Linked DNA regions of Gossypium hirsutum: regions 1 and 2 are each linked to region 3. The links are chromatin contacts, called in public Hi-C maps. All regions are on one chromosome and are shown on one strand. The core of a region is the stretch at or near the end of the contact, and the rest is flanking DNA. Distances in the headings are between cores, read along the strand shown.

Region 1 (3,950 bases), core at 604-3,103, 540 kb after region 3:
TTTTTAATTTAAATTTGGGCCGGACCATACTAACCTGAAATAATAATAATAATAAAAGGACTAAAATCACCATCTAAGCACATCAACGTTACGGTGTTATTCTCTCGTTATCAACACGAATAAAGAACAGTGGAAAAGCTAATGTCAAAAAATCTAACCTTTATTTTTTTTTCAAATATTGAAAGGGAAAGAAAACCTAGTTGGTAGCAAGACTTTGTTGGACTCTTTCTTTATCACATGATGAGAAAGTCATTATTGTTATATAAAAAAGAATACATCGATCTTATGTCATTACTTCCCAAACATTATTAAATATATTAATGAATTAACAAGATATGGTTAGACCACCATATGGCAGGATATTGTATTGAGAAATAAGTGTAAAAAGAAAGTTTTTATTTTTTTGAATTTTCAATTGGACCCTCTCTCTCATGATAAAATAGATTTATTTTCATAATGATTAATTAATAGTTTTTTTTTCAAATTATGTAAATTAAATTATATAATGAGAAACTTTAATACTGAATAAAAGAATTACTTCATCCCTTATTTCCCAAGCTTGTTGCCTTTGTTGAGTAAAATGGAAGGAAACTTTTTTTTTCTTTTTTTGAGAAACTTCATAACAAACATAAAACGACAAATTAATAAATATATTTTATACTGAAAGAAGAAAGAAAGAAACGTGTAAAGAATGCGTGTAAGGGTATGCTTTTACCCACTTTAATGTTTAAATACCATGTCATTTCATTTTTTTTATTAAAAATTTATATTTAAACTGCATAATTCTATAACTTATTTAAAATAAATGAATTTTTATTATTTAATTTGTTATTAGTGTATACGGTTAATACATTAAATATTAGATTTGTATCGTATTTAAAACTATAACTCCATAATAAATGATATATTTCAATTTATACTAATAAATTAAAACATGAAATGTGGTATATTATCAAACATTATATATATATAAATTCTTTTATGCAATAAAATAAAATTGACAGCTTAAGTAAGCCTTTTTATCTCGTATGTCTTTTAAGTGTCCCATAAATATTATAATAACTTCATTTAAAAAGTAATTTTTTACCTAAAAATTCTTGTCTTTTAACTCTATCATAAAAGATAATAAGAATAGTAAATATCTTATTAAGAAAGTATTTTAAAATTAAATGTTACATTTTTTCATTAATTTCACTCTTATACTTTTTAATTAAATTTGACTTTTGATATTTTAAAAATAGTCAAATAATTTTTTAAAACAAAAATGTTAACTAAAACATTAGCTTTTTTAATGATATTAAGGTAAGTTGACAACTTACATAACAATTCACGTATACCTTCAAACTAATATAATACTATTTGTCCCATATACCATGTCAATAAATAATTAAAAAATATAAAAATACTAAAATTTTAAAATATTCATAAAAAAATTAAAAATTTTGACATGAAATATATGTTGATTACCATTCAAGTTGTCACTTTTAAAAATTTAATATTTTAATAAATATTTTTGCTTAAAAAGCAATAATTTAACACTTTCTAAAAGCTTGATAATCAAATTAAACTTTTTTTGAAAAATTGAGGACTAAACTTAACTCCGAAAAAGAATTAAAGAAATCTTAAAAGACAAAATTTGATTAATAATTAAATAATATAAACCAAAATTAATTTATAAACACGAATAAAATAAATTTAAAAAGATTCTATAAAAAGAATATAAAAACAAAAATAAAAATAAAAAGAGGAGAAAGAAAAGAAAAGGAAGTCCAACACAGCACATCACCTTTGAACATCTACGATTGAGCATAACCACCTGTCCATTGTCTTAGACCAAATAAATAAATAAATAAACCGTGTATTAAAACGAAATTCATAGCAAACCAAAAAGAAAAAGAAAGCGAAAAAGAAAAAGAAAAAGCTTACCTCTCTGTCTGTCTCCCCCACTCAGCGCTTTGACGGCTACAATTAACGCGTGTCGCTACTGCTTCAGGCGAGGCCCTTCCAGATCTGAGCCCTCCCAAGAACTCCACTCAATCATTTACTTACATCTCTCTTTTTTATTATTATTCTTTCTTGGCTTCGGATTTGGATTTTGGATTTCTGAAAAAATATGGAGTCGGAGCAGCGTCTGAAGCGGAAGAGGATCTACAGGCCCTACTCCCGAGCTCAGTTTTTGTCACGGAGGTCCTTAATCTTGTGCCTTTCTTTCTTCGTTTTCCTCATGTTCTTGTCTTCGGAGAGGTTCCCGATCCGAACGGTGTCGTTTCACCCAGTTGTGAGCGTCCCCAGTCTTTCTATCCTCTCCAAAAATTCCCTTCAAGATTCTTTTCATGCTAAGTTACGGTTTCCTTTGAGCGTCGAAGACCGAGTTTTGTTCCCCGATCACTTGCTCCTGCTTGTATCCGACAAGATCGATGAAGCTGAAAAGTTGGACTGTGTTTACCACAAGGTTTTGAATCATAAGGATGTTGTTCGTCAACGGGTTTTGTCTGTGGATGAATTCGATGGATTTCGATCGGTTGTTAGGTGCCCTCTTCCACCATGGAATTACTCGGCTGCTGCGGGTTTGATGTGGCGAGGACATGGGGTTGATTATAGTTTGTCTTTGAGGAGTAATCGGACGGTTCATTCGTGGGATAGATTGGTTTATGAAGCGGCATTCGATGGGAAAACTGCCGTTGTTTTCGCTAAAGGGTTGAATCTTCGACCGCATAAAGAATCTGATCCGAATAGGTTCATGTGCCAATTTGGTTTGAAGAATTCGGATGAAGAAGATGAAGGGTTTGTGGTAATGACTGAAGCAATAGTGGCTGCACAGGAGGTTGTTAGGTGTTCATTGCCCAGCAGTATAAGAAATAATCGGGACTTGGCTCAGGGGATTCGAGTTACAGTTGTTCTTGCCAGCAGGAATGATGTCGAACATGTACGGATGCCATCTGCAGTTAGATTTCGCAATTCCAGATCCTATGATCACAGGAGGAATCGGATGAGGCAAAAGGAGAACATTGCTGTGCCTTCTGTAGCTAAACTATACAATTCGAAGTCTTACCAGACAAAAAGGAATGATGGGAAATTCGAGCTCTGTGCCTGCACTATGCTCTGGAACCAGGCACCAGCACTGCGGGAGTGGATTATGTACCATACCTGGCTCGGAGTTGAACGTTGGTTCATTTATGACAATAATAGTGATGATGGAATCCAAGATGTTATCGAAGAACTTGATTTTCAAGACTATAATGTTAGCAGACATACCTGGCCATGGATTAAAACTCAAGAGGCAGGATTTTCACATTGTGCTTTGAGAGCAAGAAATGAGTGTAAATGGGTAGGATTCTTTGATGTCGATGAGTTCTACTACTTCCCTCGTCATCACCGGAGAGGGTTACCAGGTCAGAATTTACTAAGATCCCTAGTAGCAAATTACTCGTCATCACGGACGATTGCAGAGATAAGAACAGCTTGTCACAGCTTTGGACCATCCGGATTGAGCTCACCGCCATTGCAAGGAGTAACTGCAGGTTACACTTGCCGGCTCCAAAGCCCTGAGCGACACAAGTCCATTGTGCGCCCTGATTTGCTCAACGAAACTCTTCTCAATGTGGTGCACCACTTCCAGCTGAAAAAGGGATTCAGGTACCTGAATGTACCCGAAAGTTCTATCATAATAAACCACTACAAGTACCAGGTATGGGAGACCTTTAGAGCAAAGTTCTTCAGAAGGGTTGCAACATATGTTGTTGACTGGCAAGAAAACCAGAACCAGGGGTCAAAAGACCGAGCCCCAGGGCTAGGAACCGAGGCCATTGAACCACCAAACTGGCGAAAACAGTTCTGCGAAGTCTGGGACACTGGTCTGAGAGACTTTGTCCTAGCAAATTTAGCTGATCCTGCCACAGGAAGCTTACCCTGGGAGAAGTCTCTTTTGTAACGATACCAAATATGATTGC
Region 2 (3,560 bases), core at 552-3,051, 630 kb after region 3:
ATTGCTACAAATGTCAGTACACAAAATCTTCAACTAAAATCACAAAATCATTTGTTTTTCACAGACCCAATAATGGCAGACCAAAACACAAACACTAATTTCCTTCAACCCAATAATTAAAAATCAAACTTTTACCTCTTTGAAGTTTTCACACCCAAAGAATTTTCTCCCTTTGTTTCGTGGAGTATTCGCGTTGCAAACTGGAGCTTTTAAACCATAATGGCCGTACAAAATCCTTTTTTGAGCACTTGATTTTCTATTGCTTGAAGAAGACACTTTCACTTGTTTTCTCCTTCGGCAATGTTATGAACAAATAAAACGAAAGAGATAAAAAATAAAAAAAATAAAAAAAGAGGTGAAGGAGAAAACGAGAGATGGTGAAAGGAAAAAACGAAGTGAGGTAGAAGACGATGGTGAAAGGGAAAAAAACTCTCAAAAAATAATATTTAAATGAAAATGAAAAGAAAAAAATTTAAAGGGATCAAGTCACGTGTCTGAGAGGACGACACATGGCGGCACGCGAATGAACAATGCTGCTACGTTAGCAAAAAAATAACGGCGTTCGGCTCGGGTACTAATATAGTAGACGAAAAAAAGTTCGAATATCAATCTGAAAAAAGTGGACAAATTTGAGTATCAATTTTATATTTAACCCTAACTAATAATAAAACATGCTTCAAGAATCCACTTCATCCTTATTACTATTAACCAGCCCGACTAAGGCTTTATTGTCGAAAACACATTTAATTATTATATATTTTTTATAAATTTATTAAGGCTTAAGGGTGTAAAAAGTCCTCAAACTTAAAAAAAACAATTATGCCTTGCGTTTTTTTTTTTTGCACTCATTTGGGTACTTGAACTTTCAAAATACAACAAAAAAAAACCCTCAAACCTTTAAAAAACACAGTTAAACCCCTTTTTTTACACTTAAGTGGGTACTTTGAACTTTCAAAATGCATTAAAAAAACCCTCAAACTTTTTCAAAAAAAAAGCTATTAAGCCCCTGCTTTTATTAAAAATTAGAAGAAAAAAATTCTAGAAAATCAAAATAAATAAAAGCTATAAATATGATTAAATTTTAATAAAAATTCAAATATTAAAAATTAGAAAAAAAATTGTAAAATTGTAAAATTTTATAAAAATCGTAAAAAATTATAAAATATATAGAAATATAAAATTTTATAAAATTTTATAAAGTCATAAGAAAATTATACAAAATGTAAAGAAATATAAATTTCATAAAAAATTATAAAAAACTATTGTAACAAAAGAAATATTTCATAATTTTTCTATAACTTTTATTGATTTTTATTTTTTATCATTTTTCACCACATATCACACTATATTGTGACACGTGATGACTTTAATTGAAAAAAACTAGAGGTCATTAAAATTTTTATGATTTTTATAAAATTTTACAATTTTTTTATTTTTTTACGATTTTTATAAAAAATTTAATTTTTAATAAATTTTATATTTTTTTATATTTTTATTAAAATTAAATAATTTTTTTAAATTTTATTGTTTTTTTTATTTTTAATAAGAGCATGGGCTTAATTGCTTTTTTAAAAAATTTTGAGAGTATTTTTTTATGTATTTTGAAAATTTAAGTACCAAATTGAGTGAAAAAAATAGCAACTTAATTATTTTTTTTTGAGAAATTTTAGGATTTTTTAATGTATTTTGAAAATTTAAGAGTGAAAAAAGAAAAAAAAAAGGAAAGGCTTAATTATTTTTATTTTTATTTTTTTACATGCATTTGTCAATATAAAAGTTTTGTAGCATAATTGGACGAAAAGAACAGAAAATTCTGCGTGAGAGTGAAACTCGTTAAATATACATAAATAGATGTATAAATTTGAAAAGAAGAATCTTTTACAGAAAAAGAAAATTACGATCGACCTGAAAAAGAAAAGAACACAGAAAGGAATGAGATCTTGGAATTCATCAGTTGTTTTGTTCTTCTTTTCCTTGCCTTTCCTCCTTCCCCTCTCTGCCTCAGCTTCTTCAATTCATCACCAACAGTAATTGCCTTATTTTCTTTTCTTTTTTTATTTCTTTTTTTTCATGCGAATATAGAAATTTAATTTAATTCCATATTATTGAAGCTTTAAACCCTAATTTTTTTAAAAATATTTTAATGCAGTGAAAGAATCGGGCAAAGAGTTTTGATGAGCTTCAAAGAAATTTCTAAAGAAGCTAACAATACTTTCGATTGCTCTCCCTCTGGACCTTGTGTTCCTTGCCTTTACTCTGAGAAGGTTCTTTTTCTTCCTATTTTATCTGATCTTTTTTTGTTATTCAATTTGTTAATTAAATTGTTGAGTTCCTTATCTTCGATTTATAAAGCTATAGATTTTAGCCTTAGTATTCATATATGACAAAATGTATGAAATCCAGTTAAATTTTCTGGGTGCCGCCTTTCTTAATTTACTGGAAATGGAATCTAATTTTCTGAGAAAATTTCTAATCTCCCATTTAAGACACTGTTATCAGTGAAAAAAGTAATACACTTAACCATTTTTGATGTAAACATTCTTTTCCTTTACATTAATGTGAACAGATGAATTAGATCTGGCATGCCAAAGGTTTTGTTGTTAAGTTGATGTGCCTGCTACTAGACCCAGCAATTTGTGGATCTGGATCATGTTCGTGTCATGTTTAATATATCTTATATTTATGTAAATTTTTGACATGTTAATAATTCTTATTATATATAATGAGACATTTGTGTATTCATGTTGCTTGCGACTGCTTGTATTATATTTTGTCATGATCATGTTTTAGTTTTTCTTAATGGTGTGCGGGTGTCATGTCTAATACTAGGCGTACTTGCTAGGAATCAATGATCTTTTTCAACTTTTCTTGTTATTACCATTTCAAATCTGAAATAGCTGATATATTTCAATTACATGGTCATCTCTAGGGATTATAGCCATTAAAATGAGATTAACATTTGCTTATTTTGCTTGCCTTTGCTGTTTTATTTGTCTGGAAGGCTTAAATATTTTATTTTATATTTTCATTTATGTAAATTGTTTGCGGGTTTAATCAGAGTGCTACTTGTTCTTCAGAGTGACCAAAAATATCGATGTAGTGAGACTGGCTATCGTATCCCTTTCAAATGTGTAGAAACTGATGATGGTTCAAAGGCCGAAAATAAACAAAAAACAGAAAAGGGTAGGTCTAATCGTGAAATCTCAGTTATCAATGAGAATTTAAGACAACGAAGAAGCTTACTTGATGATTCATCAACATCGGAGAGTGGGTCACGAGCCTATATTACCTATAGGAGCTGTATACCTGCAGTTAACGAGGAGAAGTTATCAGTACTCGGTTTTGAGGTATGTGCCTTTGGTCTTCACTATCTTTCAATTGATTTTGTATAACAGCAGTCTATGTAGCTTTGACACTTCATTTTTCTTAGTATTCATATGCGATAGTCATGTCCAACACACATTTGGACATGAGAATAGGGACATGATCTACCAAATATATAGAAAAACTTAAAAAAGAATAGAACACTCTCGTGTTGGACACATACAGGCATCCAACAC
Region 3 (3,702 bases), core at 451-2,950:
AATAATGGACACAAAGAAAATAAAAAAAAAACAACATAGTCAAATAAAGACTAGGAAAGCATAACCTGATTGTAACCTAAGCTCTCGGCAAGAAAAAACAGTCCTTCATCTCCAAAGTTGCGTCCTAATAAAAATGTATAGTAAGGTTTATCATGTTTCGTTCACATGAAATGAATCCACATGCAGTAAAAAATATATTGCATCTTAAATCCAACTGGATAACTTGCTAACAATGCTAAGGAAAGAAAGTAATTACATCACAATGAAAACTTTTAAAAGACTAGTAGACCATTTCTACTGTCCATTAACTGCATCTTGGATTTTCGTGGCTGCGTCATTAAACTCAGACATGAAAAGTGAATAGGATTAAAATAGGTGCTTCACTTTATCTATGGAAATAGTCTAAAATCAGTCAGCATACCTGACATATCAACACTGCTGAATGCCCTAAGTTCCTTGGCAAACTCATTGAGTGTCAGCTTTGACTGTCTATCAATCTTAGCAGTAACACCTGACAATAGATTTGTTCCTGGGGCAAAAGACCACTTCACTCCTTGTGAAGGAGATTTATTTTCAACAGATGAAGACCTAGATGGCTTCGGCATAAGGAGTTTCTCCACCAATTTCCATAAAACTGTCAGCTGAAGACATCAATTAGGGTACATATAGGATAAACATAACAAAGAATATGTGCTGCACTCGTGTAAACATTCCATACAAAGCCTAACGCATCCCCAATAAAAGGAAAAGAAAGATTCCAAAATGCCATTCATATGCCTAGCGCAACAGAAAGAAATAGTAAGGTATAAGAACTGACAACACGTTGGCTTAAAGACTAAAATAAATGCTAAAGTCGGATTAAAAATCAAATGCCATTAACAAATGTAATGCTTATAGCTATGGCCTGAGTAAGCAATCAAGAAAAACCAGAGCGCTAGTAAATTTTCATTGTGCTCAACCAAATTGGGGAATTTCAACAACCTCATCAAAATTATTGACGAAACTCATGAATTTATAAATAGGAATGCAATCAGTTACATTATTCCAAATTCACCATCCACTAGAGAAGAAGAGAAACGGAAATCCATACCAAAAGTAGCGGCGATAAAAACGCCAGCGGGCGCCACAAAGGTTGCAATCTGCTTCGGAGCACTACTGAGAGGCTGCTTCGCCTGCGACTGTCTGTAAACACGCCGCCTCGCGCCTCCCTCCGCACCGTACGCTGCCGCTACCACCAATCTCTTGGACCTGGAGTAACGTCTCCTAGTAATAAACCAAGCGGAATCATGACCAAGACAGCGGCCGTGGTCCGAAGCCAACGCTTGAAGGCCAAGCCTCTGCTTCATCGGAAGAACCAGAGAATAACGAAACATATAAACAAATAGAGTGAGCTTCACCTTTCGAGAGACCGAAGAGATTTCGAAAAAGAGTGAGCGCGTGTAATTACCTTGGGATGAGAGTATAGAGGGAGAGTGGAAGTGAGGGCCATGGAAGTGGAGGTTAAATGCGCATAAGGGTAGAGAGGCTGCTATCTTGCACCTACCGGTTGGACTTCACAGTTTACAGAGAAGAAGGAGAAGGGATAGGAGCGGCGAACAGAGCGACAGTATCTCCAGAATGTTGTCTAATTATAAAACCAAAAAACTAAAAATAAAAGCATATGGACTTTGCAAAGTTTGCATTCAACAAACAAGACTTTGCGGGTTGGGTTTATCTTGATCCCTATAAGAATTTGATGATGATCTGTCCGGGCCAGGCCGGCTTAAGCAATTTTAATAATTCTCTCAATAATTTTTTTATTTTATATAATAACTGGGTGTCATTTATATATATTTATTTAGATTTTCTAAAAATTGATAAAATTATATATCTATTTTTTAAATTAAATAATAAAATCATACATATTTTATGATCATTTTTAAATTTGATCAAATAATTAGAAACATTTTTTTTTGAAAATAAGACTGGGGTTTTATTGAGATAGAAAAAAAAACTAACAGGCGGCCCAATCAATGGCCCAAAGATATGTCAAAGAAAACTAAATTGAAAACTATCCAACTTCTTTCTAACTAAACGGAACTAGAGAAACAATAAATGAAATTAAAAAAACAATTCAAAACCTAACCCAGTCAAATCAAACACAGCTGGACTCCAAAAATATCAATTGAATCGTCATTTCCAAAGCTCCTAACGTTCCATCGACAGCAGTCCCCAAGGCATTAATACTTCACTCTGCTATCTATTTTGATTTCTTCTTCTGTGAATCAAATCTTCAATCTAGATTTCTTGGCCAAATTTCTACCGAGGCAAAATTATGGCGATCCAGTTCTTCTCCCCTCAGATAAGTAGTCTCTCCTTTTTCAAGCGCATTTTTTGCTAATCTGTGAGCATATGAGTTCTTTGATCTATGAATATACTAAAAAATGAGTTCTTGAAAATCAGATTTCTTGCTCTGAATATCTCTGATAATGGCTCCGATTGCTGATTTGTCTGTGGTAGTCTCCTGACATTTCCTTATTACTGTTCTTGAATCCCCCATAAGTTTTACTGAGTGGGTTCTTAGTGAAATCCCTAGCTTTGTACCATCTAAACATGCATATGCCTCTGCCGCAAAAGGAGAAGGAACATTGCTATGAATAACTGTCTTTAACACTGTTAAGTTTCCCCTCAGATTCCATCCTACCAGGTCGGAAGCTGATCTGAAAGTTTTGTTGTCGTACACAGCATCAAAAAGGATCCTGACTCTCGGTATGTCCTCTTGTACTCCATAGCTTCTGCATATACTCTCATTATTCTTTAAAGCTTTTAATCATTCCTGTTCTGCCATGTATCTTTAAATATTAAGTACTAAAGCCCTTCCTGTTGTGTTTTTCCTCTCGTGAATATATTGATTTCTGGAGAACCATATCCACCACAACGCATAACAGAAAAGAAGACATTGACAGCTGTTACTCCTCTTGAAAACCCAGGTTAGCCACTCCCACATAGATTGACTCGTATTATTCATAATCCATGAGAAATTTAACAGATACCATACTTCAGTTGTCATAGGGCAATCTCGAAAGACGTGGAGGCTTCCTTCAACTTCAGATCTGCATTGGGGACATCTGTCATTTGTAACAACTCTCCTGATTCTGAAATTAGCAAAGTTTGGAATAAAATCCCAAGAGATCCACCAGATTGTAAATGCAATTTTTGATGGTATCTATAGGCTCCAAAGTTTCTTGTAAAATTCTTTTGTTTCGGTCTGTAATAAATAGTTTCTAGGATCTAGATTAGCATCTTGTAATAGTTTATAAGCTCTGCAGACCGAAAACTCACCAGATAATTCTCCTTTCCAAACCTGGAAATCCTTATGCTCAATCTCTGTGAAGGGAATCTGAAGAATTTTCTGAGCAATGTCCTCTTGAAAGGTATTATTAACCAATTCCAATTTCCATTCTCTGTTTGATTAATCAATAAGGTCCGAAACTAACCCAATTTCACCTCTGTTTGTTCTGTTATGTGTATCAATTTTGTCAACCCCCTGAATCCAGCAATCTTTCCATATCGAGATTTTATCCCCTCTGCCCACTCTCCAACACATCCCTTTTTGGAGAAGACCCTTTGCAGCCCAGATACTTTTCCAAGTAAAAGAAGGTAAATTTCCCAGCTTCGCAGTTAAGAAACTAGAGTACGGGTAATACTTTGCTTTTAAGATTT

Evidence for each region. Hi-C and Micro-C count contacts between places; a contact is called where the count stands out from the background.
Region 1: a Hi-C map of leaf shows a contact between it and region 3, with 3 times the contacts expected there. The contact joins the promoter of LOC107903685 here to the promoter of LOC107903697 in region 3. A contact is called at or near these places in 6 of 34 Hi-C or Micro-C datasets (callus, leaf and seedling).
Region 2: a contact with region 3 is called in a Hi-C map of leaf, with 2.3 times the contacts expected there. The contact joins the promoter of LOC107903684 here to the promoter of LOC107903697 in region 3. A contact is called at or near these places in 6 of 34 Hi-C or Micro-C datasets (callus, leaf and seedling).

Annotation. Positions count from the first base shown.
Region 1 is chrD05:48,298,175-48,302,124 of Gossypium_hirsutum_v2.1, forward strand. LOC107903685 (glycosyltransferase family 92 protein RCOM_0530710) reads left to right here and starts at 1,854. Exons shown (of 1, transcript XM_041092888.1): 1 at 1,854-3,950. The coding sequence starts at 2,114. The coding sequence ends at 3,931.
Region 2 is chrD05:48,387,951-48,391,510 of Gossypium_hirsutum_v2.1, forward strand. It overlaps LOC107903684, which reads left to right and starts at 1,802. Exons shown (of 4, transcript XM_016829823.2): 1 at 1,802-2,027; 2 at 2,150-2,264; 3 at 3,078-3,347. The coding sequence starts at 1,852.
Region 3 is chrD05:47,763,048-47,766,749 of Gossypium_hirsutum_v2.1, forward strand. It overlaps LOC107903697 (NLR family CARD domain-containing protein 3), which reads right to left and starts at 1,701. Exons shown (of 19, transcript XR_001685898.2): 1 at 1,448-1,701; 2 at 1,091-1,337; 3 at 422-634; 4 at 66-124. It overlaps LOC107903696 (a long non-coding RNA gene), which reads left to right and starts at 2,077. Exons shown (of 5, transcript XR_001685893.2): 1 at 2,077-2,748; 2 at 2,901-2,969; 3 at 3,043-3,413; 4 at 3,537-3,639.